Regions from separate parts of the Sus scrofa genome. Here all the other regions are linked to region 4. Evidence: chromatin contacts called from public Hi-C, HiChIP or PLAC-seq and promoter capture Hi-C data. All regions are on one chromosome and are shown on one strand. Each heading gives the region's core, a stretch centred on a gene start, on an enhancer-like site or on the middle of the called end of the contact. The rest is flanking DNA. Distances are from core to core; before and after follow the strand shown.

Evidence for each region. Promoter capture Hi-C pulls out the DNA fragments that hold promoters and counts their contacts. Hi-C and Micro-C count contacts between places; a contact is called where the count stands out from the background. HiChIP or PLAC-seq counts read pairs in DNA pulled down with a chosen protein or histone mark.
Region 1: a contact with region 4 is called in a Hi-C map of skeletal muscle, with 5 times the contacts expected there. The contact joins the promoter of JAGN1 here to the promoter of MTMR14 in region 4. A contact is called at or near these places in 2 of 47 Hi-C or Micro-C datasets (heart right ventricle and skeletal muscle).
Region 2: an H3K27ac HiChIP or PLAC-seq map of alveolar macrophages shows a contact between it and region 4. The contact joins the promoter of TTLL3 here to the promoter of MTMR14 in region 4. A contact is called at or near these places in 3 of 47 Hi-C or Micro-C datasets (heart right ventricle and liver) and 2 of 2 datasets of contacts at active chromatin or transcription factors (alveolar macrophages and skeletal muscle).
Region 3: a contact with region 4 is called in a Hi-C map of embryonic fibroblasts, with 2.1 times the contacts expected there. The contact joins the promoter of THUMPD3 here to the promoter of MTMR14 in region 4. A contact is called at or near these places in 2 of 47 Hi-C or Micro-C datasets (embryonic fibroblasts and mesenteric adipose tissue) and 1 of 2 datasets of contacts at active chromatin or transcription factors (alveolar macrophages).
Region 5: a contact with region 4 is called in an H3K27ac HiChIP or PLAC-seq map of alveolar macrophages. The contact joins the promoter of SRGAP3 here to the promoter of MTMR14 in region 4. A contact is called at or near these places in 1 of 5 promoter capture datasets (fetal skeletal muscle), 1 of 47 Hi-C or Micro-C datasets (heart right ventricle) and 1 of 2 datasets of contacts at active chromatin or transcription factors (alveolar macrophages).
Region 6: a promoter capture Hi-C map of fetal liver shows a contact between it and region 4, with 2.2 times the contacts expected there. The contact joins the promoter of CRELD1 here to the promoter of MTMR14 in region 4. A contact is called at or near these places in 2 of 5 promoter capture datasets (fetal liver and fetal skeletal muscle) and 1 of 2 datasets of contacts at active chromatin or transcription factors (alveolar macrophages).

The regions. Positions count from the first base shown.
Region 1 is chr13:66,152,353-66,156,631 of Sscrofa11.1, reverse strand. JAGN1 (protein jagunal homolog 1) reads right to left here and starts at 1,777. Exons shown (of 8, transcript XM_021069312.1): 1 at 778-1,777. The coding sequence starts at 866.
Region 2 is chr13:66,092,625-66,097,517 of Sscrofa11.1, reverse strand. It overlaps TTLL3 (tubulin monoglycylase TTLL3), which reads right to left and starts at 3,449. Exons shown (of 11, transcript XM_021069309.1): 1 at 1,296-3,449; 2 at 1,034-1,125. The coding sequence starts at 1,800. It overlaps ARPC4 (actin related protein 2/3 complex subunit 4), which reads right to left. Exons shown (of 7, transcript NM_001206535.1): 7 at 3,538-4,893.
Region 3 is chr13:65,718,007-65,722,446 of Sscrofa11.1, reverse strand. It overlaps THUMPD3 (THUMP domain-containing protein 3), which reads right to left and starts at 1,891. Exons shown (of 11, transcript XR_002338099.1): 1 at 900-1,891. All of the region lies in intron 1 of SRGAP3 (SLIT-ROBO Rho GTPase-activating protein 3), which reads left to right.
Region 4 is chr13:65,947,188-65,951,997 of Sscrofa11.1, reverse strand. It overlaps MTMR14 (myotubularin-related protein 14), which reads right to left and starts at 3,478. Exons shown (of 18, transcript XM_013981948.2): 1 at 3,172-3,478; 2 at 1,058-1,206. The coding sequence starts at 3,327.
Region 5 is chr13:65,756,564-65,761,228 of Sscrofa11.1, reverse strand. SRGAP3 (SLIT-ROBO Rho GTPase-activating protein 3) reads left to right here and starts at 1,337. Exons shown (of 25, transcript XM_021071097.1): 1 at 1,337-1,460. It overlaps SETD5 (SET domain-containing protein 5), which reads right to left and starts at 1,256. Exons shown (of 25, transcript XM_013981946.2): 1 at 925-1,256.
Region 6 is chr13:66,191,471-66,196,074 of Sscrofa11.1, reverse strand. It overlaps CRELD1 (cysteine-rich with EGF-like domain protein 1), which reads right to left and starts at 1,280. Exons shown (of 12, transcript XM_001928892.5): 1 at 1,154-1,280; 2 at 438-630; 3 at 124-206. The coding sequence starts at 611. IL17RC (interleukin-17 receptor C) reads right to left here. Exons shown (of 13, transcript XM_021069809.1): 12 at 1,517-2,084; 13 at 1,325-1,398. The coding sequence ends at 1,325.

The DNA.
Region 1 (4,279 bases), core at 528-3,027, 210 kb before region 4:
AGGGTTCGCAGAGCTTGTCACTCTTTAAAACTCTGGAGAAAAAGATGCAGAAAAGATTCTGGGAAAGTTTAATGGGATTAAGAAAGAAAATCTTTTAAAAAAATTCATTATAGAACGTGCAGAAAGGTCGGGGGGAAAAATCAGTCACCTGTAGACTTCAAACTTCATGAAGGCGGGACCATTTTTGTTTGTTTGTCAATAAACTTTTTATTGAAAGTATAACATGCATACAAAGACTAGGTTGTTTCCGCTATTGTATCTTCAGTGCCTAGCACAATGCATGATGGGTAGAAACTCAATAAATATCTGTTGAAGGAATAAACGAATGTAGAAATATACCTTACGTGCTGGTGGATGGTGGTGGTCCATTAAACTCATTTTAGGGCCACATTCCCCAAAAAGCCCAAAATATAGCAGCTACTACGTATTGGGCAGACTTACGGGCTGTTATGCTACGTCCTTTACGCTAATTGTTGCCTCATTAATTCACCAATATCAAAATGGCAGATTAAATTTCCCTTGCCAGATGAGAAAACTGAGGCTCAATTAGAAATTCTGTTCCCGAGGGCGGAGAGCCAGGCCAGCATCGCAGTGGAGCGGGCCGGACCCCTCGAGGCACAGGGGGATCAAAGGTGGAGCTCAGAGGAGCAAGGGGGCTTCTCGAGATTGGGGACCGGTTCCGGGTTGTCCTAGAAGGAGGGACTTGGCAGGTGCGCGGGGGCTGCCTGGGAAGCAAGATCCTGAGGCCTGGCCCGCAGATCTAGCCTCACTTCATACCTCATCTGGTAGTGCATGGCGACGCGCTCCCGGTGCTGAAAGTCGCTGCCGTCGGTGCCAGCCGCTCGCGGGCCTGCCCGAGACGCCATTGTCCCCACCCAGAACCCAGGAGCCCGTCACACCGACCCGCTGTCACGACTACCACGCCAAGCGGCCCACGGACGCCGTTCGCGCCACCTCAGCTCAGCCAACCCAAGAGCCTGGGGTTTCGCGAGGACAACTTCCGGCCTGTCTGTCCCTGGAGGACCGACTCTGTGGTCATTCCCCTGTGCAAGCGCACGCGCAGGAGAACACGTACGCACGCGCGCGCTCTCGGCCCCGCCCCAGCAGTCTCTCCCCGCACTTTGCCCCGTGCAGAATATTAATTCACAGCACATGTATATTTTTGCCAAGGTCTTGCTGATTCTCCAGCCTCTCCAGCACTTTCACTTCTTAAACTCTCACTCAAGTTTAAGATGTCTCAGTCCCCACTTCACAGATTGGGGAAACTTATTCCTGGAAAAGATATGTGACTTTCTCAAGAGCATACATCTTCCATCCTGTCTTAAAGTATCTCCCCACAGATTACTTAATCATTGCAAAGAGGAAACGGTAACTTCACAGGAGATATCGGGAGAAGGCACAGGAGAAACCTGGCATGCATCCCCTTAACTAAGTAAGCAAATTAACTTGACCGGAAGTGAGACAAACTGAATCTTTCTGCCTCCTGATAAAGCTGAGGACACAGCATCACTTTTGTGATGTGCATGCCCAAAATACTCAGCCTGAATCTATCATGAAGAGATGACAGATAAACTCAAATTGAAAGACATTCTGCAAAATAACTGGACTGTGCTTTCTTTAAAATGTCAAGGCCATGAGAAAAAGAAATTAGGTAGAAGTAGAAAGCAGGGCAGTGGCTGCAGGGCTAGAGGAAAGAAGGAATGGAGACTTGTTCAGTGGGTACAGAGATGAAAAGGAGATGAAAAAGTTCTGGAGATCAGTGTGGTAAGGGTTGCACAACAGTGTGAATATACTTAATGCCAGTAAACTGTACACTTAAAAATGATTACTTTTAGAAGTTCCCATTGTGGCTCAGCAGAAACAAATCTGACTAGCATCCATGAGGAAGTAGGTTTGACCCCTGGCCTTGTTCAGTGGGTTAAGGATCTGGTGTTGCTGTGAGTTGAAGAGTAGGTTGTATACACAGCTTGGATCCAGCATGGATGTGGCTGTGGCTGTGGAGTAGGCCAGCAGCTACAGCTTGGATTCGACCTCTAGCATGGGACCCTCCATATGCTGTGGGTGCAGCCCTAAAAAGACAAAAATTGTTACTTTTATGTTATGTGCATTTTACCACAATAAAACACAAATAAGAACATTTCAAAATTGTTACCCGAAAAACTAAACCATTTTTCCATGTGTTTTGAGTCATTTAGATTTCCTTTCCCTGAACTATGTTCCTATTCTTTGTTTTGTCTTTTGTCTTTTAGAGCGAACCTGTGGCTTATGGAGGTTCCCAGGCTAGGAGTCAAATCAGAGCTGTAGCCACTGGCGTACACCACAGTTTATGGCAACGCCAGATCCTTAACCCACTGAGTGAGGCCAGGGATGGAACCTGCAACCTCATGTTCCTAGTTGGATTTGTTTCCGCTGTGCATGATGGGAACTCCCATATTCTTTGTTGTTTGTGTACTGCATTGCTGGTCTTGTTTGTTTTTGTTTTAAATGGCTGCACTCAGGCTAGGGATTGAATACCCCTACACACAGCTGCGGCAACACCAGATCCTTAACCCACTGCACTGGGCAGGGATCCAACCTGAGCCACCTCAGAGACAGCATTGGATATTTAACCCACTGTGCCACAGTGGGAACTCCCAGAAAAGTTTTTTAAATGTGGTTGAATATACAGTCTTTTCTTTTTGGCTTCTCAATTTTTATTCATAACTAGAGTCCTTCTCTACTCCAAGGTATCTCAAATGATTTTATGCATTTGGCATTTGATGATCATGCTCAGACATCTGAGCTCCTCAAAGAGAGGTGTAAGAACCAAGTTACTAGCCCATGTGTCTGGCACAGGGTAAAAGCTCAACATGATTGCTGGATATATACATTCCAAGTGAGCCCAAACCATCCTCTTCTCCTAAGCACTGTGAAGAATCCTCAGGTTGACAGAACCATCCTCGACACTCCCCAATCCTACCACAGACACTCTCTGGCTTTAGCTTGTACTTATCTCTGTCTTTTCTGTGTGTGATTTCCATGATGTTCGTCAGGGCCAGACTGCTTCTGAGTCATCACTGGCTTATCATGAGACTCTTAAGCACAGTGGATGCTCAATAAATGTTTGAGCATGAATGTCCACGGGAGGGGTCCCAACCCTTTCCCCAGAACTTCCTCCCTGAAGCTTTTCTCCCTGCTTTTGGTTTGCCTTAGAGTTTATTGATTTGTGTTCTTGTCACTTCACCCTTCTCCTTCCCTCTTCAAATTATTGCAGTGATGTTTCCTTGCCTTTGAACACCCCACCCACCCAGGACTTTCAAAAGACTGGCTCCAGGCCTAGCGTAAAGCTGTAGTATCAATGTTTCTGTGTCCCCGCCTCCCCACCTTTCCCCACCATTTGTGTGTTGAAAGCTAATCCCCAGTGTGATGGTATTTGAAGGTAGGATTTGGGAAAGTGGAATTAGTGTCCTTATAAAAAAGATTCCTTTGCCCATTCTATGATGTGAGGACACCAAGAGAGGACTGCTGCCTGTGAACCAGGCAGAGGGTCTTCACCAGGCACCAAATATATCCACACCTTGATTTTGGACTTATCATGCTCAAGAACTATAAGAAGTAAATTTCTGCTGTTTATAAGCCACCAGTTTATGATATTCTGTATAGCAGCCCAAACAGACTAAGACACTCCAGGTCTTCAAAAGACTGAATTCTTACCAGTCAAGTTTAGCTGAAAGCTCTTCTCTCAGGCCTTTCCTACAGGCCAATCTAGCTCTCCAGCCATTTGCTATCATATCATCTTGTGTTGTTTCCTCCCCAGAACATCATCATCTGAAATTACCCTGGTTATTTGCATATCTGTTCATAGTCTCAGTTTCCCCCCTCCTCCAGGAATGTCAGCTCCTTGGACCGTGGGACAAGGCTGTCTTGTTTCCCACTATATTCTCAGCCCCTAGGAAGGTTGGCACACAGTAAGTGCCTAATCAGTATCTGCTGACTGAAGGAATGATGTTGCCTGGGAGCTCTTCTAGGAGGGATTTATTTATTTTTTAATTTTTTGTTTTCGTCTTTTGAGGGCCACATCTGCGGCATATGGAGGTTCCCAGGCCAGGGGTCTAATCGGAGCTGTGGCCTCTGGCCTACACCACAGCCACAGCAACGTGGGATCTGAGCTGAGTCTGTGACCTACACCACAGCTCACGCAATGCCAGATCCTTGACCCACTGAGCAAGGCCAGGGATCGAACCCAAAACCTCATGGTTTCTAGTCGGGTTCGTTAACCACTGAGCCACAAAGGAACTCC
Region 2 (4,893 bases), core at 2,200-4,699, 150 kb before region 4:
TCCGGTGTTCTGCAAACTGTGGCATAGATACAGTATGGGATTCAGTCCCTGGCCCAGGAACTCTATATGCCTCAGGGTGGCCAAAAGGAAAAAAAAAAAAAAAAAGAGTACAGCCTGAAACATGGGTTTGAAATGCTTTGAAGTTCCTGAGAGCTGTCAGGTTGGGGGTTGAATCTATGGACAGGACAGGCTAAGCTTGGAAAGAGGAGGCAGGGGGCATAGCACACTGACTGGACTCACAGTCAAGGAGACAGGCATGGAGAGAGATCCAGGGAATGAGGAATGTCTTCAAAAGCAATTGAAAAGTGGCTGCCAGGGAGGGAGAAACGAAAACTAGGAGCTTGCACACAGCCAGGAGGGAAAGGTGAGCGGGGTAGCAGTGTAGAATGACACAAGGTGCCTAACAAAACTCAGGATAGAAAAAGGACTGACTGCTGGATCTGGCTCTTTGAAGGTCACCTGTAACCTTGACTGGAGTGGTTCCTGGTGGGAGTGGGAAAGGGCAGGGAACCAGAGCAGTGGGAGCTGAGGAGAGAATCTCAGATAAAGAAGTAGAAAATTTTGCCAAGAAGTCCACTGTGAATGGGGTATTGACAACAGGGAGGGGAGTTCCCATCGTGGCTCAGTGGTAAACAAACCAGACTAGCATCTATGAGGACATGCCTTCCAATCCCTGGCCTTGATCAGTGGGTTAAAGATCCGGGGTTACCTGAGCTGTGCTGTAGGCCGCAGACGCGGCTTGGATCCAGCGTTGCTGTGGCTGTGGCATAGGCCGGCAGCTGCAGCTCCGATTTAACTCCTAGCCTGGGAAGCTCCATATGCCACGATTGTGGCCCTAAAAAGACCATAAGAAAGAAAGAAAAAAAAGGAAAGAAAGAAGGCGAAAAGAAAATAGGGAGGTATCTGAAGATGGGTGTGGGATCAAGGTTTTTGTTTTCTTGTTTGTTTTCTAAGGATGGGAGCAAATAGTGCAGGGAGGCTCAGACGCTTTCAGGGTCCTTTCTAGAACCCCCGACCCGCAACCCTCTCCGACCTTGACAGCTCTCTCCACGTGGATCTTGGCATTTCTGAGCCGGCCCATGTATTGAGACGCCTTGGAGAATCCTCGCCAAAGGACAAGAGAACCTGCAGAAAGATGCGGAGTCGGGGTGGGGCAGCACCCCTTCTCTCTCTCTACCCATCATCTGGATGCCCATCCTCTACCGCTCTTCTCCGGACTCCAATATCGGCCCCAAATCTCCAGGTCCTAGCCGCCTGCCTCGGGCCAGGAGTGGCGGGCCGCAAGGGGCCCTCACCGTCCGGCGGCGGCGTGGCGTCCTCCTGGGTCTTGGTGGGAGAAGGGCCGCGGGGGCGGGGTTCCGCGGCGCCCTGGGCGTGGCTGCGGTCTGGGGAGGACTCGAGGGCGCAACCTAGGAGGCGCGCCAGGGCTAGGCTGCCCTCCCAGCTTTGGCAGCCTGCGGCAGCCTCTTCGGGAAGTCGGAGTTCGGAGTGGCGGGACCAGGGCCATGAGGCGGGAGAACTGGTGCGGGACTCGGGTGGCTGCGGCCTGCGCGGCCAGCTGCCCACCGGGCCCCTATCCCGGCCGTAGCAGGCGGTGAAGCCCAGGTGCGTGGCCCCCGGCTCCCCCGTGCTCAGGAGCTGCGTGGCGCCGGAGACCTGCATGCGCCGCTTGCCGTGCGCACGCGCTTTCCCCGGACCCGAGCCCGCCTCCCGTAGGCGCTCTGCTGCCTCTCGCGGGAGGGCCCAAGAGGGGCCCTCTTTGAGGCCCCGCCCTCTGTTTTTTGTTGTCTTGGAAACCATTCCTGACACAATCGGGCTTCCGGTGACTGGTTGGGGGCTCCTTCCAGAGGTCTGAACACCAGGCCCCACCTGCTCCACACCGTTAATAAACGGGGCGCTGAAGTTGTAAGCACAAAGCACCGGCCTAACAGTGCCCTGATTCTTTACGGAGCGCTTCCTGGGGCTTCACTCATTACACAGTATTCACAGAGGACCTTGTGCTAGGCGATGGGTTAGATGCTGGGGGCCGGAAGAACGAGCTAGACATGGTCCCGGAGCCTACAGCCCAGTGGAGGGAAAACAAACAAGAAGCAAGCAACAAAGGAATAAAATAGCTGTAAGGTATGTGAGAGCAATGAACAAACAATCAACTGAAACCAGGAAGGGGGCATACTTTGGATAAGGTGCTCAAGGTTGTCTTTTCTAAAGAGATGCCATTTAGCTGAGGCCTACTGAATGCAAAGGTAGCAAGGAGTAGGCCAGGGGAGGTACAGCATTCCAAGGAGAGAAAAGTCTCAGCAACAGCACTGAAGAAGGTAAAAACCTTTCTGGGGAACCAAAAGGAAGCCAGTAGCCTGGTGACAGGGGATCAAATCTTCAGGGCCTGGCAGATGGGGTTAGGGTAAGGTCCTTATAGGGTAGATTTAAAAGCCAGGGCAGTCAAGTGCATAATGCACCCCCTTACCCCCACAAATAACTTGGAAATAGAAAAAAAAAAATCATCATTTGAGTCACCTGCAGAAAAAAATAGAAGTCATGCAACAGCCCTCAAGACAAAACTGTAAGAAATCTTTTTGGAGATACTAGGAAAGTGTTACCCTCAAATCTCACAGGTGAGATAAATATGGCACTAAGACGTTAAATCATTTGCCTTAAATCACACGGCAGAGGCAGCACTGGACCCCAGGTCCAACTCCAAAGCTCCACACTTAAACAGTATTAAACACAAGTCCACATTGTCACTCAGAACTGTTGTCTATTGGTCATGTAAATACCAAATGGACAGTTTGAGAGGGCAACTCTAGCAGCATCTAAGAATCCAGCTTTGTTTGGTCACTGTACATCTGCTCATACAGCAAAGATGGGCCATCTGCTCAGCTGTCCAGCCAACATCTACCACTGAGATCACCCTTTCCAAACCTTTGGCTGGTGACTGGGCTTTCCAAAAGGCATGTCCTCAGGAGAGGGTTAGCTGATTGGCAACCATCCAGTCAGTACTCATCAACTGGTAGATTTGGTTTTATGGGCTCTAAACCTTGGGAGATAGACCTGTGACAAATCAGAGTTCTGGCTCACACAGGCAGTGCTGTCCAGTGAGGGTGGAGTGAGCCACTGCCAAATTCTAGTGGACATCCAGCTTCACTGTGAGCTCCTTTACATTCGCTGGAAACTAGGAAATAGCCATGTGCCTGAGGCAATGTCATAAAGGGGATAATAGCTTTCAAGCTGCCCCCACCCACAGCCCCTCCTCCTTTTAACATCACCTTGTCCTGTTCCAAGAGACCTTTTGGCCTAAAGCAAGAAACTTTTGAAAGCTCAGCTCAAAAGCCAACCCTCTGAACCTCTCCCCAACTTCCTTTTCCATAAATACACCCTTTCTTGGCACCCAAAGGCTTACATTAGTGATTATGAAACACTTCAGTGCAGCTATTTACACACCCAGCCTTTGTATTGTCCCCTCCCAAGACAGGGATAATGTCACCCCCCCCCCCAATGCCTAGCGCAATGGAAGTTACCAAACAGCTTGAATACTGGGCTGGTGGAAAGATCAGTTGTTTATTCAGTACCTATATGGCAGGTACTATGTTAAATTTACATTATCTCCATTTAGAGATTAAAAAACTGAGACAATATAAATAACCTGCTTAAATTCAGCAGCAAGAATCAGGACTCAAACAGTGTTTTGGTTTTGGAGTTTTTTTCTTTTACTTGAAGATGTCACTAAGATTTAGTGCTGTCTACTAGAACTTGCTACGATAAGGGAAATGTTCTATCTACTGGGTCACAGGGGAGGCATTACCCACCAGTAGCTATGGAACACTAGTGGGACTGAGGAATTGAATTTCAAACTTTTTGGGGGGGTCTTTTCTAGGGCTGCACCTGTGCCATATGGAGGTTCCCAGGCCAGGGGTCTAATTGGAGCTGAGCCACCAGCCTATGCCAGAGCCACAGCAACGTGGGATCTGAGCCTCATCTGAAACCTACACCACAGCTCATGGCAATGACGGATCCTTAACCCACTGAGTGAGGCCAGGGATCGAACCCGCAACCTCATGGTTCCTAGTCAGATTCATTAACCACTGAGCCACGCAGGAACTCCAAATGAGCTCATCTCTTATGTGAAAAGAACCAAAGCTCTACACAAGCAGAGAGCGTAGTTTCAGCAACAGGAGGAGCCTGGACTGCAATACAGGTCTCTTGGGTTAGGGCCCTTGGCAAGGTTAATGTCAAGGGCCAATCAGACAGCTGTGGTGGGGACCCCGAATGCCAGCCACATGGTTTTGTAGAAGAGCGAGTCCTACCAGCTCTCCTTTCACATATACACACAGAGCACAGACCTCATGCAGCCCCAGAGGGGCAAGAAGAGACTTTAATTAGGGGAGGGAGGATCCACCAGAATAAGAAAAGGTACAGTGAGCGAGGGAGCAGAGGAGCCACAGCAGGCGGAGGGCCCAGCTGGAAGCCCCAGAGAACTCACCTCTCTACCTCTAGCACAGGCACTGCACTGACAGACAAGGCAAAACAGCAGCCCCTCTCAGCTGGGAGGGCAAGAAGTGGCCCCTGTGGCCAGAGGTTGCCTAGCTTCCAGGCCCTAGCTCCTAGGCATGGCTGGTGGCCACCAGTGCAGCCCTTGGCCCCAACCAGTGCTGGATGGCCATCTTCAGGCAGAGCTCAGGAAGCTGGCAGAGGGCCCCCACCGCTTCTACTGGATCCACAGAATAAGAGGATGAGGGAGAGGAAGTGGAGTCTGAAACCTCCCTCCCTCCCCACCTGGGGTGGCTCTGGCGAGGAACAGTAGTCGCCTTCTGGCTCCAGGCCCGCCCAGACCCACAGCGACCAATAAGGTACAATCACTGGGACCAGTCACAGCCACTGGAGGTGGAGGTTGTTTGT
Region 3 (4,440 bases), core at 642-3,141, 230 kb after region 4:
GGAAGCAGTTAGGAACATGGGGCTTTGGGATTTCAGACCAAGGTTTGAATTCTTGCCCTCACCATTCAAAGAATGACTAAAAAAAGTTTATTCTCCAATGCCTCAACTTCCTCACCTGCCAAATGAGAACCGAAAAATGACTCTCTCTGGCAGCTGTTGAAAGACTTAAGTGGGAATAGCATACTGCTATTGAGCATACTGATTAAGGATGTCAATTTTTCTCCTTGAAGTGGTTATTCATGCATTTTAAAATGATCAAAAAAGAATACCTACTATCTAGTTACAACAAATATTTGAATGTCTAGAAGAGTCCAGACCCTGGGATCCAAAGATGGGCATCAAGAGAGATGTGAACAGTAAGCCAAATTTCCTTTACCTGAGCATTTGGTAGGATAAGGGACGAGGTGGAGTATAAGGGTCTAGAAAGCTGGGAGTGGAGATCAAAAGCTCTCAACAGATGTTCAAAGATTTTGTGAATCAAAACAACTTAAGTAGGCGCAGAGTACCTACACTGTCCTTGTTCTGAATCTGGGACAGGACACGGTGTCTAACACAAATAACATTCAGTCCCCGCCATTAAGGAGCGCACAATCAGTGATACGACTTCTATCTTCCAAATAAGGCAGATGAAGCTCACGGAAAGACCTACCAAGATCAGAGAGCTAACCAGTAGCGCCGGCTGGAATGAAACCCACGTTTCCCGACACCCACCCCCAGGGCCCAAATCACAGGAAACCCGGGGAGCTGATGAAACCCAGTAAAAGGGAGTGAGAAGGGCTCCGCCGTGGATCGGGCTGAAGTGCACCCGTCGACAGCCAGGGTCTCAAGAGGACGGTTGACTCTCCCTCCCAAGGGTCATTGGTACCCTACCCGGCCACTCCCACCCACCGCCCGTTTACCAGCCGCCTGCGCTGACCCTTCCGGCTCCGGGACCACGCTGCCCGACGCGCTCAGGTCACGCCGCCGGAAACTGCCTCGGCGCCCCGGAAACGGAAGTCGAGTGGCACGGCCATAGCGGCACCAACCTGGGGGCGGGCTCTGGTGCACGTCGGGAGGAAGAGCGTTTGTTTGCAGGGTGGACTTCGGTAGGTGGTGGTCCGCTCCTGCAGTTGCGGGCAGGACTCCCTGCAGGCAGAATCTGGAACGCCGTTGGCCTCGTCGTCAGTTGTGGTAGTGGTCGATGTTAGTGTTTATCCCGCTGGTTCCGAGTAAGCGCTTCACACACGTAAATTCATTTGTTCCAGCAACTTTCAAGCAGGGGCCACTCTGTTTTAAAGCCGGCGAACCTGAGTCTCACAGAGGCTAAATGTTTTGCCCCCAAAGTAACATGTTACCTAACGTATGTTACTATTGTTTACTTAGTATTTTTCTTTAAATACTTGAGGAAGGTTAACTGCCAAGAATTTTAAAAGAGAATTTTATTTAAGCCAAACTGAGGATTATAACCCTGGAAGGAGATTTCTCTGAAAACCCTGAGAATCGTTTTGCCTCGGAAGGCATAGCCATATACGTTTTTTGTCTTGTTTTTGTTTGTCTTTTTTGGGGCCGTACCCACCGGCATATGGAAGTTCCCAGGCTGGGGATGGAATTGGAGCTACAGCTGCCGGCCTACACCACAGCCACAGCAACGCCAGATGCAAGTTGAGTCCTCAACCTGCACCACAGTTTATGGCAGCATCGGATCCTTAACCCACAGAGCGAGGCCGGAAATTGAACCTGAGTCTTCGTGGATACTAGTCGGGATCTTTAACCACTCAGTCACGATGGGGTGGGGGGAGTCTTGTCATATATATTTTTTAGACAAGGAATCATACATCAAAATGACATACTGATATTTTTTATAAAGTTCACCAAGGATACATAGTCCAGGTAAGCAACAAGTCACCATAACCTCTTTCAGAGATGAGAAAGTACACTATTCTTTTAAGAAGTTACATTGCTGGGGTTAGAAGAAAAAAAAAATTGATCTTTGCTGTAAGCAGGCACTTCCATCTTTGAGTAGCTCTGGTTAATGTGTAAAGCACATGAGCGAGGGAGGAGGCCAAACAGAATTTTGCCTTTAATTTTTTCCTTGTCCTGCCTTAAAATATAAATTTTATTTCGTCATACATATCTTCAACTTAAATGATTTTAGAAGGGCATTTTTACAGTTCAACAATGTAAAGATAACCCAGTTTAAAAATGGGCAGAGGCTTGAATATTTCTCTAAAGATGATACACATATGGTAAATAATCACGTGGAACGATGATCAATATCACTAGTAATTAGGAAAATGCAAAGTAAAGCTACGGTAAAATACCTATTTGGTTAAAAGTTTTTTTCTTTTCTTTCTTTTTTTTGTGGTCTTTTTAGGGCCATACCTGTGGTGCATGGAGGTTCCCAGGCTAGGGTTCAAATCAGAGCTGTAGTCCCTGGTCTACACCACAGTCACAGCAATGCCAGATCTGAGCCTCACCTGCCACCTACACCACAATTCATGGCAATGCTGGGTCCTTAACCCACTGAGTGAGGCCAGGGATTGAACCCATCTCCTCATGGATACTAGTCAGATTTGTTTCTGCTAAGCCACAACAGGAACTCCTAAAAGTTTTTTTCAAAATAGGCAGTTCCAAGTTTCAGTAAGAATGTGGTGGATTGGAGCACTTAGGCATTGCCGGTGGGAATGAAAAATGGTACAGCCACTTTGGAGAACAGTTTGTACTTCCCTCAAAAAAGTTAAAGAGTATTGTCGAGAAAAAAAAAAAAAAAAAAAAAAAAGGAGTTCCCGTCGTGGCGCAGTGGTTAACGAATCCGACTAGGAACCATGAGGTTTCGGGTTTGGTCCCTGCCCTTGCTCAGTGGGTTAACGATCCGGCGTTGCCCTGAGCTGTGGTGTAGGTTGCAGACGCGGCTTGGATCCTGTGTTGCTGTGGCTCTGGCATAGGCTGGGGGCTACAGCTCCGATTCGACCCCTAGCCTGGGAAGCTCCATATGCCGCGGGAGTGGCCCAAAGAAATAGCAAAAAGACAAAAAAAAAAAAAAAAAAAATAGTATTGTCATATGACTCAGCATTTCTCCTGGTAGGTATACCCAAGAGAACTGAAAGCAGATGTTCAAACAAAAACTTAGACATGAATGTGCCCAGCAGCATTGAGCATTGGAAATAATCCTAATGTCCTTAGCTGATGAATAGATAAACAAAAGTGGTATATCCACCACACAATCATACAATACAGTATTATTTGGTCATTAAAAAAGTGAAGTACTGAAGCATGCTACAACATGGACGAGTCTTGAAAACTTGCAAAGTGAAAAAAAGTCCATAAAGACCACATATGTGATTCCTTTTGTATGAAATGTCTATAATGGGCAAATTATATAGAGACAGATTTGTGGTTCAGAGCTGGGGGAATGAGGTGGGGGGATGATAGCCAAAGGGTATGGATGGGGTTTATTTTTTGGAGTGTTGAGAATGTCCTGGAATTCGATGGTAGTGATGGTTGTACCACATTGTGACTATACTATGAAACACTGAGTGGTACAGTTTAAGATATTTAAATTGGTAAATTTTACCTCAAAGGAAACTTTTGGTCTCATTGGTAACTCATCTTGCAGTTTCCTCATATGCAAAATGATAAGAGCTTTTGTAAGATTTAAGTGAGATTAACATGTTACCAGGCATATAATTAAAATAGATGGTGCCCTTAAAAATAAATACAGTGGGAGTTCCCATCGTGGCACAGCGGTTAACAAATCCGACTAGGAACCATGAGGTTGCAGGTTCGATCCCTGGCCTTGCTCAGTGGGTTAAGGATCCAGCATTGCCATGAGCTGTGGTGTAGGTTGCAGACTCGGCTCGGATCCCGCATTGCTATGGCTCTGGCGTAGGCCGGTGGCTACAGCTCCAGTTCAACCCCTAGCCTGGGAACCTCCATGTGCCTCGGAAGTGGCCCTGGAAATGGCAAAAAGACAAAAATAAATAAATAAATAAATACAGTGGAGGGAGTTCCCGTCTCTTGGTGCAGTGGAAATGAATCTGACTAGGAACCATGAGGTTTCAGGTTTGATCCCTGTCCTTGCTCAGTGGGTTAAAGATCTTGCATTGCCGTGAGCTGTGGTGTAGGTCGCAGACACAGTTGGGATCTGGTGTTGCTGTGGCTGTGGTGTAAGCCAGCAGCTTCTAGCTCTGATTAGACCCCTGGCCTGGGACCCTCTTTATGCCGTGAGTGTGGCCCTAAAAAGCAAAATAATAATAATAAAAGTAAATAAATACATAATAAAATAATACATTAATATTGATAAATAAATTTATTAATAATATTAATAATAAAATAAATAAAATAATAATAAATAAATACATAATAAAATAAATAACAACAAAATGATGTTTAAATTCTGTCCAGAAAAAAGGCTGTAAATGTAAGGCCTGTTCTCTTTTTAAGAGGTTAAATTATAATATG
Region 4 (4,810 bases), core at 2,229-4,728:
CTGAGAGCAATATAAAGCACTTCCTACAGCCTCAGGGCTGTGTCAATCAAGCGTTACCCTTTACTGACCGCCTATGGGCTGCATCCTGTGCCAGTGATCTCTGTCTGCTCTGCTGTGAACTATTACCATGAAGACAGCACTTGGGCCTTTGTAGGCCCTCAATATATGGTATCTCTTACTTTTCATTCTTATAGCAAACATGTCAGGCTTGGAATAGCCCCATTTATCAGCAGGGACTACAGTAGCTGCTTTTCTAAATAGAGTCAGACTTGCGGATGAGAAAACTAACAGACAAAGAAGAAACTTTTCCAAGTTAGTTACCCAGCCAGCAAGTGGGGCAGGCAGCATGTACAGTGAAGCAGTCTGACCCCAGACCTTGGGATCCTAAGCGCTACACATGGTAAGTGTGCGTAATCGTGTTGACAAAGCATACCTCTCACTCACTCTTTTTTTTTTTTTTTGTCTTTTTGTTTTTTTACGGCCGCACTTGCAGCATATGGAGATTCCCAGGCTAGAGGTCCAATTGGAGCTGTAGCCGCCAGCTACGCCGGAGCCACAGCAACACTGGATCCAAGCCTCGTCTGCAACGTATATCACAGCTCATGGCAATACTGGATCCTTGACCCACCAAGTGAGGCCAGGGATCAACCCCACATCCTCATGGATGCTAGTTGGGTATCTTAACCTCTGAGTCACAATGGGAACTCCTTTTTTTTTTTTTTTTTTTTTTTTAATATACTGGATTACTGGGACCACTCACACTCTCTTAAAAAAGGACTCTGAGGTTCAGAGGGCTGAGGTGTGAAATCAGCTGCCTTAGGACAATGATCTAGAGGGTAGAGTAAAATAAGAATCCAGGGCTATGATTCCGAACCCCTCCTCCTATGCTATGCTACTCTGCCCATCTAAGATGGCAACCCCTGAAACAAACAAAGATGGCAATAAGGGTTAACACCTGGGAAAAGTGAGCCTGCCCTGCCCAGCTGAGGGTTCCTGACCCTGGGGATAAGCTGCTGAGGTCTCCCCAGCCAGGCAGCTTTGGTTACAAGATGCTCACGTGTCTTTTTCCTTCTCAGAACTCTCATACTCCAGGAACACGATGTGCTGGGGGTAGTGGCCGCAGATATCCCCATTCACATTCTGGATCACGCTGTAACAGTAGTCTCGGCCAAACAGCTCCAGACACCTCTTCTCAATGCGCTCAACCTGCACAGAGGAGGAGACCTGAGCATAAAGAAGATTCTGGGGTTCTGAGGTTGAATCACTGGAGAGGTCACTGGGAATGCCATGTGCCTCTGTGATGATAATTCAATGCTGGGAAGAGACACATTGCTGGACCACAGGCCCTAAATGTGTAGTTCATGAACCCATATATGGTAGGCTTTAGGACAGACTCTTTCCCTCAATGCTTCAGGAAAATCTTGTAGCATTTGAAGAGAGGATTACAGATTCTTAAAGGGGTCCACAATCCATGAAATATTAAGAACTCCTGCCTAGGTTACTTTAAGTAGCACTAATCCATTATCTTCCTTTGCCCCGAAATTCTCCTTCATTCTCCAGCCAAAGACCAGTACCTAGAAGCTCAAGTTAGCATAATGAGTAAAAGCTGCAGACAAAGCTGTCTCCTTACACACAATTTGCTTATGAAATAGAAGAAACAGCACCCTTAAAATTGCTGTGGTTTTGCTCATCTCAGGGAAAGGCCCATTAGAAGAAAGACATAAGACCTGTAACATCCCAAGAAGCCTGCAAGAGATCATAAATTTAAGGCCAGCTAGAGTGAGAGTCAGGTGTAACTCTTTACAACCCTAATCTTCAGGGGTGTTTACAACGGAAGGGGGGCCCAGCAAAACCACTGACCCTCTACCCATCCAAAAGACCAATGGGGAAGGAAAAACTCAGTGGCTTAAACTAGCAATCCTCAAATTTCAAGGTTCATATCATTAACAAGCCTATTTAAAAAAATACAAATTCCAAGTTACCACTCTCAGAAATTCTAACTCAGTAGGACTGGATAGGACCAAAGAAACTTTTTTATCAAGCACCCCAGGAGTTCCTGTCGTGGCTCAGTGGTTAACGAATCCAACTAGGAGCCATGAGGTTGCGGGTTCGATCCCTGGTCTCACTCAGCGGATCTAGGATCCGATGTTGCCATGAGCTGTGGTGTAGGTTGTATATGCAGCTCGGATCTGGCGTTGCTATGGCTGCTGCGTAGGCCGTCTCCAATTAGACTCCTAGCCTGGGAACCTCCATATGCCACGGGTGCAGCCCTAGAAACGACAAAAAACAAACAAAAACCAACAAGCACCCCAGATGATGCTGAAGTGGGTAGTCCTCAGGCTAAGAGCTGAGAAATAGTCATCTGGACAGTGGAGGAAACTCATTGTTACTGAAGCCTTCCCTGGGTTACTCTAGAGACTAGCAGATGCCAACTGCTGTGTGTCCCATTATAGGTAACCCCTGGAGCCAAACCAGAGTTTCAAGACCCAGGATGAAAAAGAATCCCATTAGAAAACCTGATGCTAACCCCTCCAAAACCACGTGGGGAATGAAAGATGGCAGGGTCAGCAAGATTCCCTAGGATGGGAATGGCCTGATCAGACTGGAAGCCTTCCAGGTCTGGCCATAAGGAGACTGAAAAGAATCTCAAAGGCAGAAAAAAAAGAGGAACCAAGACTTGTTTTTCATAAAGGAACAGAGGAGTGTGGGCTCCCTTCATGCACAAAGGGAAAGGAAAGGGATGGTCCTAATTCTAAAGTCACTCTGAGACTGTATAAAGAATCAACACACTCCAGTTTAACTCTTGACTTCATTCTGCCCCACCCCTCCACGGAGCTGCAGAAATCCTCTAGATTTTTAATTCTAGACTTGGAGGCTTCTGTGCTAGTATCTTATGCAGGGGAACAACCCTCCTCAGCTCCTCCTCTCTAATCTCTGAATGGCCCCTCAGTTCGGATCCCTAGCCTCCAAATCCCTTGTCTCAAACCAAAACGTCGTCCTTCCTTGGCTCATTCTGATCCCAGCTCCTCCTTTTCGGTTTTTAAACCCGACCCTTGCTCTACAGGTCCAGATCCTGGCAATCTCCCTCTCTCCCTCCTTTCTCTGACCTGTCTCTCCTCAGTAGCTTCCCAAGCCAGGGACCCTCTGCTGCTCACCGTGCCTCCGACTCACCTTAGAGCCTCCCGTCCCGCTAAAATCCTTGGCCCGATACTGAGTCCGGGAGAACTCCTCCAGCAGCTCCCCGAGCCCCGGCTCCTGCGGCTGCGGGTTGCCCGAAGAAGCCGAAGACCCCGCCGAGGCAGCGGCGGCGGCCCGAGCGCCGGCCATGGCCCAGTCCCGTGTCCCCTTTAGCGCCAGAGGCCCCCTCACCACCGATCAGGACAGCCCATAGCAGCGGGAGGAACCTACTCCGGTCCGGAACCTCCCGAGCCGCCTCAGCCGCCGCCTTGCCTTTCCACTTCCGGCCCCGCCCCACCCTGCCGGATGTTTACTCCAGTTCTGGCCAATCGGAGCCCGAGATTAGCGCCCCGCCTCAAGATTATCGGCCCACCCCCTGACGCGGAGCTTTCCAAGTGGTCTCCAGGGAGCGGACCGCGGCCACTCGCAGAAACCTCGTGCTCCTCCCCACGGGGTTTCCCCCGGGGAAGCCGGACTAAACCATTGGGGCTGGGGGGGGGGAAATAGCGTGGTAACTGAGAGGAAGGAACCACCACGGGAAAGACTAGCGGAACAGTGGAATGAACCATTACAAGGAGAGGAGGAGGGAACTGTTGGAGGCAACTAATTAGTGTTGGCAACCCTAGTAAGTAAGAAAACAGCATTTTCTAAGGCACTTTGCTTTCACTGCTCCTCAAAATGTCCCTACGAATACAGTGCTGCAATGGCCAATCCATTTTATTGAAGAAGAAACGCGGGGGTTGGTGGGAATGACTGGCTTGAAATTATATGATGAAAAAGGCCCATATTACTGTTCTTTTTATCTAGTGCAATATTTCCAACACTCACGGAAAAGGAGAGAATAGTATAATGAACCCCCATGTATCCATTAGCTGGTTTCAACAATAATCAGCATATACCACCCTGTTGTTTAATCATCCTTTCCTCATCTAGTAGAATTATTTCAAAGCGCATCTCATTGTTTAACCTGAGAATACGTCAGTGATTTATCTCTAATAGATTAGTATTGTTAGAAAAATAATTAAGAAAGACAATTTAGGTGTTAAAGAAACTAATACTTCATGAAGCCTCCAGTGTTTGTCCTCAAGGGGCCAAAGAACTGCAAAATGGAGCTGGAGGCAGGAAACTTTTGTAGGATAAAGAATAAGGAAGTGAAAAATAAAAAATGATTAAAGAGCAAGGAAGTAAGTATAGAGCCTACAGTTGGCTTGGCGTTTGGGGATTGGCTGACTAGATATAGTATGTTACTGGTCAAGCAGAAGATTTACAAAAGTTATCTAAGTTTTGGTATGTTGCCATGGCAGCCTGGGCAGGAGTGGCACCATCTTTGGTCTAGAAATATATTTCAGCAGTTCCCCCTTTTATCATCCTATTGATCATCCAAGAAGTTTGGGGAAAAAAATCGGTATTCATTTTACTGTACAGCAGAAATGTTCACAACATTGTAAATCAACTATAATTCAATAAAACCTTTAAAAAAAGAAAAGAAATCAGTATTCAGTATTAACATGACCCTCAGTCACCACTGCCTCTTCTGATCTCAGTGTAGTATTCACAAAAAGTGATGTCAGGCTTGTATTCTTGGAGCTGGTTCCATTCTTTCTTTCACTTTTGTCATTGCACTTCAGAGAGA
Region 5 (4,665 bases), core at 88-2,587, 190 kb after region 4:
CCAAGGGAAAGACCAGTTATTCCCAAGAAGTGAGACAAGCAAAGAGCTCTATAGAATAAATTAGCATAGAAGGGGCTTTCCCAACAGTTAAACTTTCCCTGTCACGCGATTCACCTACTTAAAAACCAGGGCTTTTTCTCACCACCATTCACTTCGCATCCCTGGCTTCCACGCAGAGGGAAAGGCAATTAATAGAGGCTACATTTTTCTGCCTTTAAAGATATTCTCAAATGATCTCTCTCCACGCCCAAGACAGGGAAAACGACACAATCTGGCTCAACTCCAAGCTAGAACCCTACAAATTCAGTGGGGCCATTTCAGAGATACTGGGGCATACGCCACTGAGAGCCCAAGAATGTGAGGTGGGGGTGGCGAAGCCCAACGTCTTTAGTGTGGGAAAGGAAGCAATCATCTGCAATAGGGACCCTAGGACGAGAGGAAAAGCGTCCAGGAACATTCTTGGAGGGGGGAGATCGAGGGCCCCAGAGCGACCAGAGTTGTCACAAGGCCGCGCGAACGGGGGTGGGGGTGGGGTTTGGGGAGGGGAAAAAAAAGTGTGCTGTGTATTTTGAGGAGGGCGGCGAGAGGCCTATTCTCAAGTAAAAGGTAAACGTGGAGTAGGCAGTTCACAGGAAAAGGGGTGAAGAGGCGTGGGGGGAGGGGAAACGTCCTGACCCAGGAAAGACATGAAAAGGGTAGTGGGGTCGACTAGATTAAGGAGGGGGCCTCTCCGCCTGGGAAAGAGGGGTACAGTGGTGTGGGGGGGCGAGGGGGGATGGGAAGGGGCAGCATCCTCCTGCTGAGAGCCGGGGGAGGGCCAGGCCCACGTCCCGAGAGCAAGCGCGAGGAGACGGAGGAGGTGACCCTTCCCTCCCCCGGGGCCCGGTGGTGAGGGGAGGTCTCTCTTTTCTGTCGCACCCTTACCTTGTCCCAGGCCTGGGCCCGGGCTGCGGCGCACGGCACTCCCGGTAGGCAGCAGGACTCGAGTTAGGCCCAGCGCGGCGCCACGGCGTTTCCTGGCCGGGAATGGCCCGTGCCCGTGAGGTGGGGGTGGGGGGCAAAAAGGCGGAGCGAGCCAAAGGCGGTGAGGGGGAGGGCCAGGGAAGGAGGGGGGGGCCGGCACTACTGTGTTGGCGGACTGGCGGGACTGGGGCTGCGTGAGTCTCTGAGCGCAGGCGGGCGGCGGCCGCCCCTCCCCCGGCGGCGGCGGCGGCGGCGGCGGCGGCGGCAGCAGCTCACTCAGCCCGCTGCCCGAGCGGAAACGCCACTGACCGCACGGGGATTCCCAGCGCCGGCGCCAGGGGCACCCGGGACACGCCCCCTCCCGCCGCGCCATTGGCCCCTCCGCCCACCGTCTCGCACCCATTGGCCAGCTCCCCGCCAATCAGCGGAAGCCGCCGGGGCCGCCTAGAGAAGAGGCTGTGCTCTGGGGCTCCGGCTCCTCAGAGAGCCTCGGCTAGGTAGGGGAGCGGGACTCTGGTTTGGGGGAGGGCCGGCGGTTTGGCGGGGGATGGGTGCTTGAGGTGGTCTGACCGGTAGCGGGGGTCGCCTTCCCTAGCGGGAAGTCGGGAGCATATCGTTTGTTACGCTGGAAGGGGAAGAGGTGGTGAGAGGCAGGCGGGAGTGCGGCCCGCCCTGCGGCAACCGGAGGGGGAGGGAGAAGGGAGCGGAAAAGCCTGGAATACGGACGGAGCCATTGCTCCCGCAGAGGGAGGAGCGCTTCCTGCTCTTCTCTTGTCACTGATTGGCCGCTTCTCCTCCCGCCGTGTGTGAAAACACAAATGGCGTGTTTTGGTTGGAGTAAAGCTCCTGTCAGTTACAGCCTCGGGAGTGCGCAGCCTCCCAGGAACTCTCGCATTGCCCCCTGGGTGGGTAGGTAGGTGGGGTGGAGAGAGCTGCACAGGCGGGCGCTGTCGGCCTCCTGCGGGGGGAGGGGAGGGTCAGTGAAAGTGGCTCCCGCGCGGGCGTCCTGCCACCCTCCCCTCCGGGGGAGTCGGTTTACCCGCCGCCTGCTCGGCTTTGGTATCTGATTGGCTGCTGAAGTCCTGGGAACGGCCCCTTGTTATTGGCTTGGGTCCCAAATGAGCGAAACCACTACGCGAGTCGGCAGGGAGGCGGTCTTTGGTACGGCCCTCCCCGAGGCCAGCGCCGCAGTGTCTGGCCCCTCGCCCCTGCGCAACGTGGCAGGAAGCGCGCGCAGGAGGCGGGGGCGGGCTGCCGGGCCGAGGCTTCTGGGTGGTGGTGACTGCGGCTCCGCCCTGGGCGTCCGCCGCCTGAAGGACGAGACTAGCTCTCTACCTGCTCTCGGACCCGTGGGGGTGGGGGGTGGAGGAAGGAGTGGGGGGTCGGTCCTGCTGGCTTGTGGGTGGGAGGCGCATGTTCTCCAAAAACCCGCGCGAGCTGCAATCCTGAGGGAGCTGCAGTGGAGGAGGCGGAGAGAAGGCCGCACCCTTCTCCGCAGGGGGAGGGGAGTGCCGCAATACCTTTATGGGAGTTCTCTGCTGCCTCCTTTTCCTAAGGACCGCCCTGGGCCTAGAAAAATCCCTCCCTCCCCCGCGATCTCGTCATCGCCTCCATGTCAGTTTGCTCCTTCTCGATTATGGGCGGGATTCTTTTGCCCTGGCTTAACCTGATTCTTGGGCGTTGTCCTGCAGGGGATTGAGCAGGTGTACGAGGACGAGCCCAATTTCTCTATATTCCCACAGTCTTGAGTTTGTGTCACAAAATAATTATAGTGGGGTGGAGATGGGAAATGAGTCCAGGCAACACCTAAGCCTGATTTTATGCATTGAGACTGCGTGTTATTACTAAAGATCTTTGTGTCGCAATTTCCTGATGAAGGGAGATAGGTTAAAAAGCACGGATCTACTGAGTTTTACAGTCATCCCATTTGTAGACTTTTGCTACACCACCAAAGTATAGCATCTGAGATTAAATATTAATCTCCAAACCTTAGGCCCCCTCACTTGCATCCTTACGGTCAGATAACTCTCACTCATACTTTAAGCCCATTTTGTTTGTTGTACTTGCTCATCCAGTCCCAGTCCCATTGGCTTTCTCCTCACCTGTTTTAGGTAGCCAGCAAGTCATGAAATCAGATAAGTTCCACCACCAATTAACACTACCCATCTTGAGCATAGGCCCAACAGTGCATTTATTCCTCATTTACTGATGTTCGTGAATATTTACCTTGATTTTCATTTTTTTCTTTTTCTTAAGCTGGGATTTTACTCCTGACCCTATTCACAGTCAGATGATCTTGACTACCACTGCGATTGGACCTGAGGTTCAGCAATACTCCCCTTTATGTCTTTTGAATACTTTTCAATAAATCTGTTTGTATTTTCATTAGTTAGTAACTGAGCTCAGTTGCCGTAATGCTAATAGCTTCCAAACTAGTGTCTCTGTCTCCAGTATCTGATAAATCTTAGGTGTTGCTGGGACAGTTGTCCTAAAATTAAGATAAAGCATGAAAATAACTGACACAACTCCATTACTGGCTCCTAACTACTTAAACAATGCATTCTATCATCACAAATGTGAAAAAGGAGTTCCCTCAGTGGACTAACCTTATCTTTTCTCAACACCTTTTTCTTTGCACAATTTTCCACACATGCCTACAAAAAGTACTTCTCTGCTCAAGTCACACTGAGTTGATTGCTATTTACCGAAATCAAAGTAACATTATCAGATCTCTGTAGGGTGGTTCCCTCTGGAATGCTACCCTCCATAGTCCTTACCCTTCAAGTAAAGAGCATGAAGACTGAAATATCTCTGTGATCTGTCATCCTTTAAGCCAGAATCCCCCATAAAAAAGTTAGTATTGCTTTCTCCTGATCCCATAGCAGGTTGAATCATAGCACTTATCAGGTTGTTGTCATTGCTTGCTTAAATTCTCCTAACTATTTGGAGCTTCTTGAGGGCACAGGTTCTTGTTGAGTCTTGTACCTAAGCACCTAGTATAGTCCTTGATGTCTAGCCAACCCTAAATAAAATGCAGTGAGTGACATGTAGATGTCTTTATAAGGTTTGATAGGTTGGTCTCTCAAACAGTTCTTTTGTATGTTTGGTAGTGCTCTAGATTAGCACTGGCCAGTATAACTCTGATGATGGAAATGTTCTATAGCTATGCTGTCTAATATGGTAGTCACTACTAACATATGTTACTGTTGAGCCTTGGAAATATGGCTTTTGTGACAAAACTGAATTTTTCATGCTATGTAATTTAAGTCTAAATTGCTACTGTGTACATTGTGGCTGTAGCCACAAATTTGTGCTGTGGATTGCAGAATAATTAATATGGACATTGATAATTTTCTTTTCATACTAAGCAGTAAGGAAAGAAAAGTTGAAACTCTGTGGTCCATTTAGGTTATATGTGTATTTGTACTTGATTGGTTTGTTTGAATACCTATTTCTATACTTTAGCTGAGAGCTAAAGCCAACAAACCAGTACTGTAGATAACCTGCTTTGGACAACAATGTGTTGACTAGTTGGATTTCATCAAAGAATGCCTAATAAATTTTAAGAAAATGAGATTTCATTAAACCATAATACTGACATAAGTTTAGGGAAGAATCAGACTATATCTGGTGTTTGTGAAACTACCCCTGAATTTCAGTCCTACAAAGTTTTCAGTTTTGGAAAAACTTTCATCAGAGAGG
Region 6 (4,604 bases), core at 31-2,530, 250 kb before region 4:
GTCCTACAGATATTCAGTGATATTTGCTGAATAAGTGCTCCCCAACTGTCTCCAGGCCTCCACTAGCAGAGCAGAGATTGGGATGTGAGGTATATAAACCCGCCCCTCCAGCCTCCTCCTTACCTGTCTTTGTATTTGGATAACTTCTCTTCCTCCCAGGCAGTGTTTCCGCCTCCAAAGTTGTCCCGGATGGTTCTCTCCAGGCCCTGGAAATGGAGGAAGTTGGGAATAGCTATGTAAAGTGCCTGGCACATTCTAACATTTGTATTTCATTGACAAGGAAACTGGGACACCGAGAGGCAATTTGCTCAAGACCATACAACCAGTGAGTAACCAAACCGTAACTTGACTTCATGAAGACTTGTATTCCAGAGTGCCCAGACCTCAACCCCTATGCCATAGTAGCTGGACCCCTCCCATTACACTGGTGCACCCACCTTGTAGAAGCTGTCCACCAGTCCCCGGCAGGTATGACATGGATGAGGTTCAGTAGGGGGAGAAGATTGGGGAGGAGGAGAGGGCTGAACCAAAACTGGGCTTGGGAGGCCAATGAAAAGGCTCAGGACCCAGAGCAGAGCTGGGGCTAGGCCCTTCGGTGGCCGTGGGGCCATCTTTTCCCAGACTGGGTACCTGTAGATAGACGACATGGAGAAGGTTCGCTGGAGGAGCCAAATGAGAAAGAAAAGGGTGGGTTCTGAGGTGCTGTGGGTCTCGGACCCCAGATCTGTTAAAAAGAAGGCTAGACTGGGGTAAGGCCGAGGGAAAGGAGATGGTTGGGGAAAGGACGCTATTCTGCAATTCCAGGGTGGGAATAAGTTATCCTGTCACCGTGGGGGGAGGTGGCTTGGATCCTTGGCAAGAGGATAGGAGTCAGACTGTTGTTTTAGGGTCTGAATGTGGTTCCCAGGGGCCGGATCAGCGATATTAGGGAAAAAAGGTCAGATTCCAAAGCACTGGGGGAGAGGACGCCAGTGATGGACGTTCTTGGGAGGAGAAGTCCGGAACCCCGGTTGGGGGCTGGGGAGGAGCCTGGATCCGGATATGAAGAGAAAAGGTCAGGTTCGAGGCCTGCAAAGGCCAGAGGCACGGCCCACGAGCGGGCAAGGAAGGATCCAGATCCAGGAAGGCTGTGAGAGAGAAAAAGACGACCCACCCAGCCCGCAGGCGCCAACAGCTCAGCCTCCCCAACGCCGCCGCTGCCGCCCGCTGCGTAAGACGTGCACCCTCCGCTGGCTCCGCAGTTGTGAGGGCGGAACCCGCGCCACAGCCAATAGTGGTGGGCCAAGTGCCATTGCGTCACCCTATGCCAGCCAACCAGAAGCGTCTACGGGCTGCACCTGTCGGGGTTGTTAAAGGGCCGCGGGGATACCGGTTGAGCGCGGCAGTCCTGATTTGCCGCTGGGTTACAGAGACACGCGTGGGAGACATGAGTAGAAAAATAGCTCCTGCCTTTATTCAAGTCCTGTCCCCTGCCTCTGGCCCCATCCCGCTTCCCGTCCCCGCGGTCTCCTGTGACCAGAAGCAGCTGTCCAGGGCGGGCTGCAGGGCCCGGGACACTTGATCCGCTCTCTCCGCGAGCCGCCTCGAGCGGAGGGCGCCGGGCCCCTGTAGGGTCCCAGGAAGTCGGGCAGCTGTGAGGGCAGTGAGAAGACCGGCACGCTGCGGAACAGGGCGGGCACGGCGTCCGGGGGCAGCAGTCTGTCGAAGTAGGCCCCGATGTAGCGGCCGGGTGCCCGGCCCTGCAAGAAGTCTGGCAGCACGCAGCTGAGCGAGGCGGTGAAGGCGTCGTGCGGGCCGTGTGCCCCGGGCGCTGACGCCGCATCCTGCAGCCACTCGTGGCACATGGCCACGGCCCCTGGCGAGAAGAGCAGGACCACCACGCCGCCTTCCTGGAGGGTCTGGCGCCGCTGCGCGTGGAACCAGGCCAGGGGCCCCTGTGCGCTCAGTTCGCGGCGGCTCCACAGGTCCACGGCCACGCGCAGCGGCAGCTGACACAGCGCTGACGCCAGGGCGCCACGAGGCGCTCGAAGCCTGCGTCGTCGGGGAGTAGAGGAGCAAAGCCACTCGGCTCCTGGCGGCAGCCGCTGCAGGATAAAACAGAGTGGGAGGGGAGACATGAGCTGGCCGGAGGCCCGGTCTGCCCGGGGGCCGCCACCCGCGGCTCTGGCTCACACTCACCCCCTTCAAGACCGTCCTCCTTCAAGAGCCTCAGCCACCCTGTTAGGGGAGAGGAGCGGAGGCAGCTGGTGAGCCCAGCTGCCGCCTTCTCCTGGCCAGCTCCCAGGCCCACTTGAGGAGTCCAGCCCCTGGGGAATCGCTCACCTTTCACGTGGTCCTTTTTGACAAGGAGGAGAAGGAAAAGCACAGCGGCAAAAAGTAAGCAGGCCAGCCACACCAGGGCCCAGCGCTGGTGGGTGTCTAGGAGACCCAGGGGAGAAGACAGGCTTGTTAGAGGCCCCCCACTTCATGATGGAGAAAACTGAGGCTCAGAGAATGTGATTTACCCCAACTCCACAGCTCATAGGGTCAGAGCCAGTGTATGAACAAAGATCATACATAGATGTTGTGTGTGACTTTGACTAAATGACTTCACTTTCTGTCTCATTTCACCTCTGTAAAACTGAAATAACAATTGTATCTACTTCCTAAGATTATTGTGAGAACTACATGTATTAATATAAATAAAGCACTGAACGCAATGCTGGGCATAGTAAGTGCTCAAGTATCAGCTAATGTTACTGCCCCTAAGCCTCTGGTTGCTTGACCATGACCTCACTCTCTTGGATGACTGCAGCAGCCTTCTAACTGGTGTCCCTGATCTTTTTTTCTTTCTTTTTTTTTTGGCCACCCCTCGGCATATGTTGTTCCTGAGCCAGGGATCAGATCCCAGCTGCAGTTGTGACCTATGCCACAACTGTGGCAACGCCAGGTCCTTTAACCCACTGTGCCAGGCCAGGAATTGAACCTTCATCCTAGTGCTGCAGAGACACCACAAATCCTGTTGTGCCACAGCAGGAACTCCCCTGATCTCTCTCTCTTTTTTTTTTTTTTTTTTTTGCCCCTAATTCATTACCACATGGCAGCCCAGAGATCTTTTTATTACTATCTATCTATCTATCTATCTATCTATCTATCTATTTTTTTTTCCCAGAGAGCTTTTTAAAATACAAATTTGAGGAGTTCTCTTGTGGTGCAAGAGGTTAAGGCTCCCACATTGTCACTGCAACAGATTGGGTTGCTACTGTGCTTCGTGTTAGATCCCTGGTCTGGGAACTTCCACATATTGTGGACGTGGCCAAAAAACAAAACAAAACAAAACAAAAATGATTATAGCCTCTCAGGAAGTTCCTGCTACTCTTTTTTTTTTTTTTTTTTTTTTTTTTTTGTCTTTTGTCTTTTTTTTTTGTTGTTGTTGTTGTTGTTGCTATTTCTTGGGCCGCTCCCACGGCATATGGAGGTTCCCAGGCTAAGGGTTGAATCGGAGCTGTAGCCACCAGCCTACGCCAGAGCCACAGCAACGCGGGATCCGAGCCGCGTCTGCAACCTACACCACAGCTCACGGCGACGCTGGATCGTTAACCCACTGAGCAAGGGCAGGGACCGAACCCGCAACCTCATGGTTCCTAGTCGGATTCGTTAACCACTGTACCACGACGGGAACTCCCTGCTACTCTTAACATCCAAATTGCTTACATTGGCTCCCAAGGCCGTAGGTGGCCCTTGGATCCTCATCTCATGACAGAAGCTTGCCTCCCAATATCCTCCAGCCACCCTGGCCACCTTGGAATTCCTCAAAAAACCATCCCATAGTCTTCACAAAAAGCCATCTCTACCCTTTTCACCTAACTCAGAGTTCAGCTCCAGCCTTTCCCCTGAACTCCTTACCCCACCTAGTAAGGTCCCCATTATATTCATTCAGGGCTTTGGACACTTCTACTTTATGGTAAATGCTTCAATAGCTCTTTTTTTTTTTTTTCGGTCTTTCTTAGGGCCACAACCTCAGCATATGAAAGTTCCCAGGCTAGGGGTTGAAATGGAGCTGTAGCTGTCTGCCTACATCATGGCCACAGCATCTGAGATCTGAGCTGCATCTACAACCTATGGCTGCAGCTTGCAACAACACCAGATCCTAAGCTCACTGAGCAAGGCCAGGGATGGAACCGAATCCTCATGGATACTAGTCAGGGTCTTAACCCGCTGAGCCATAATGGGAACTCCAGCTCACACTTTCTAAATGACTGTTCAGCAAATATTGTTCTAGCTTCTATGGCTGGCATGGGGCAGGGACGTGTCTTTGGTGATGCTGGGATCCCTGAAAGTGGTCCCTGTGGTTTTCGAACTAATGAAGCATTGACCCTCCAATCTTAGCCAGGAAAGGGCAGGCCATTGTGTGTGCTACCCCCAGAAATGTCAATCCCTGTCAAGATTCCAGCTCCTGGTACAGAGAAGAAGAGCAGTTTTCATAATACTGACACTTGTCCATGGGGCAGGCCCAGAGTGCTCCCAGGTCATCATCCCACAGCTGTAAGACACAAACAAAACTAAATCCAGGGCCTTCAGCTGAATGTTCGAGACCCTCCAAGTTCTAGTCCCAAATTTCCAGC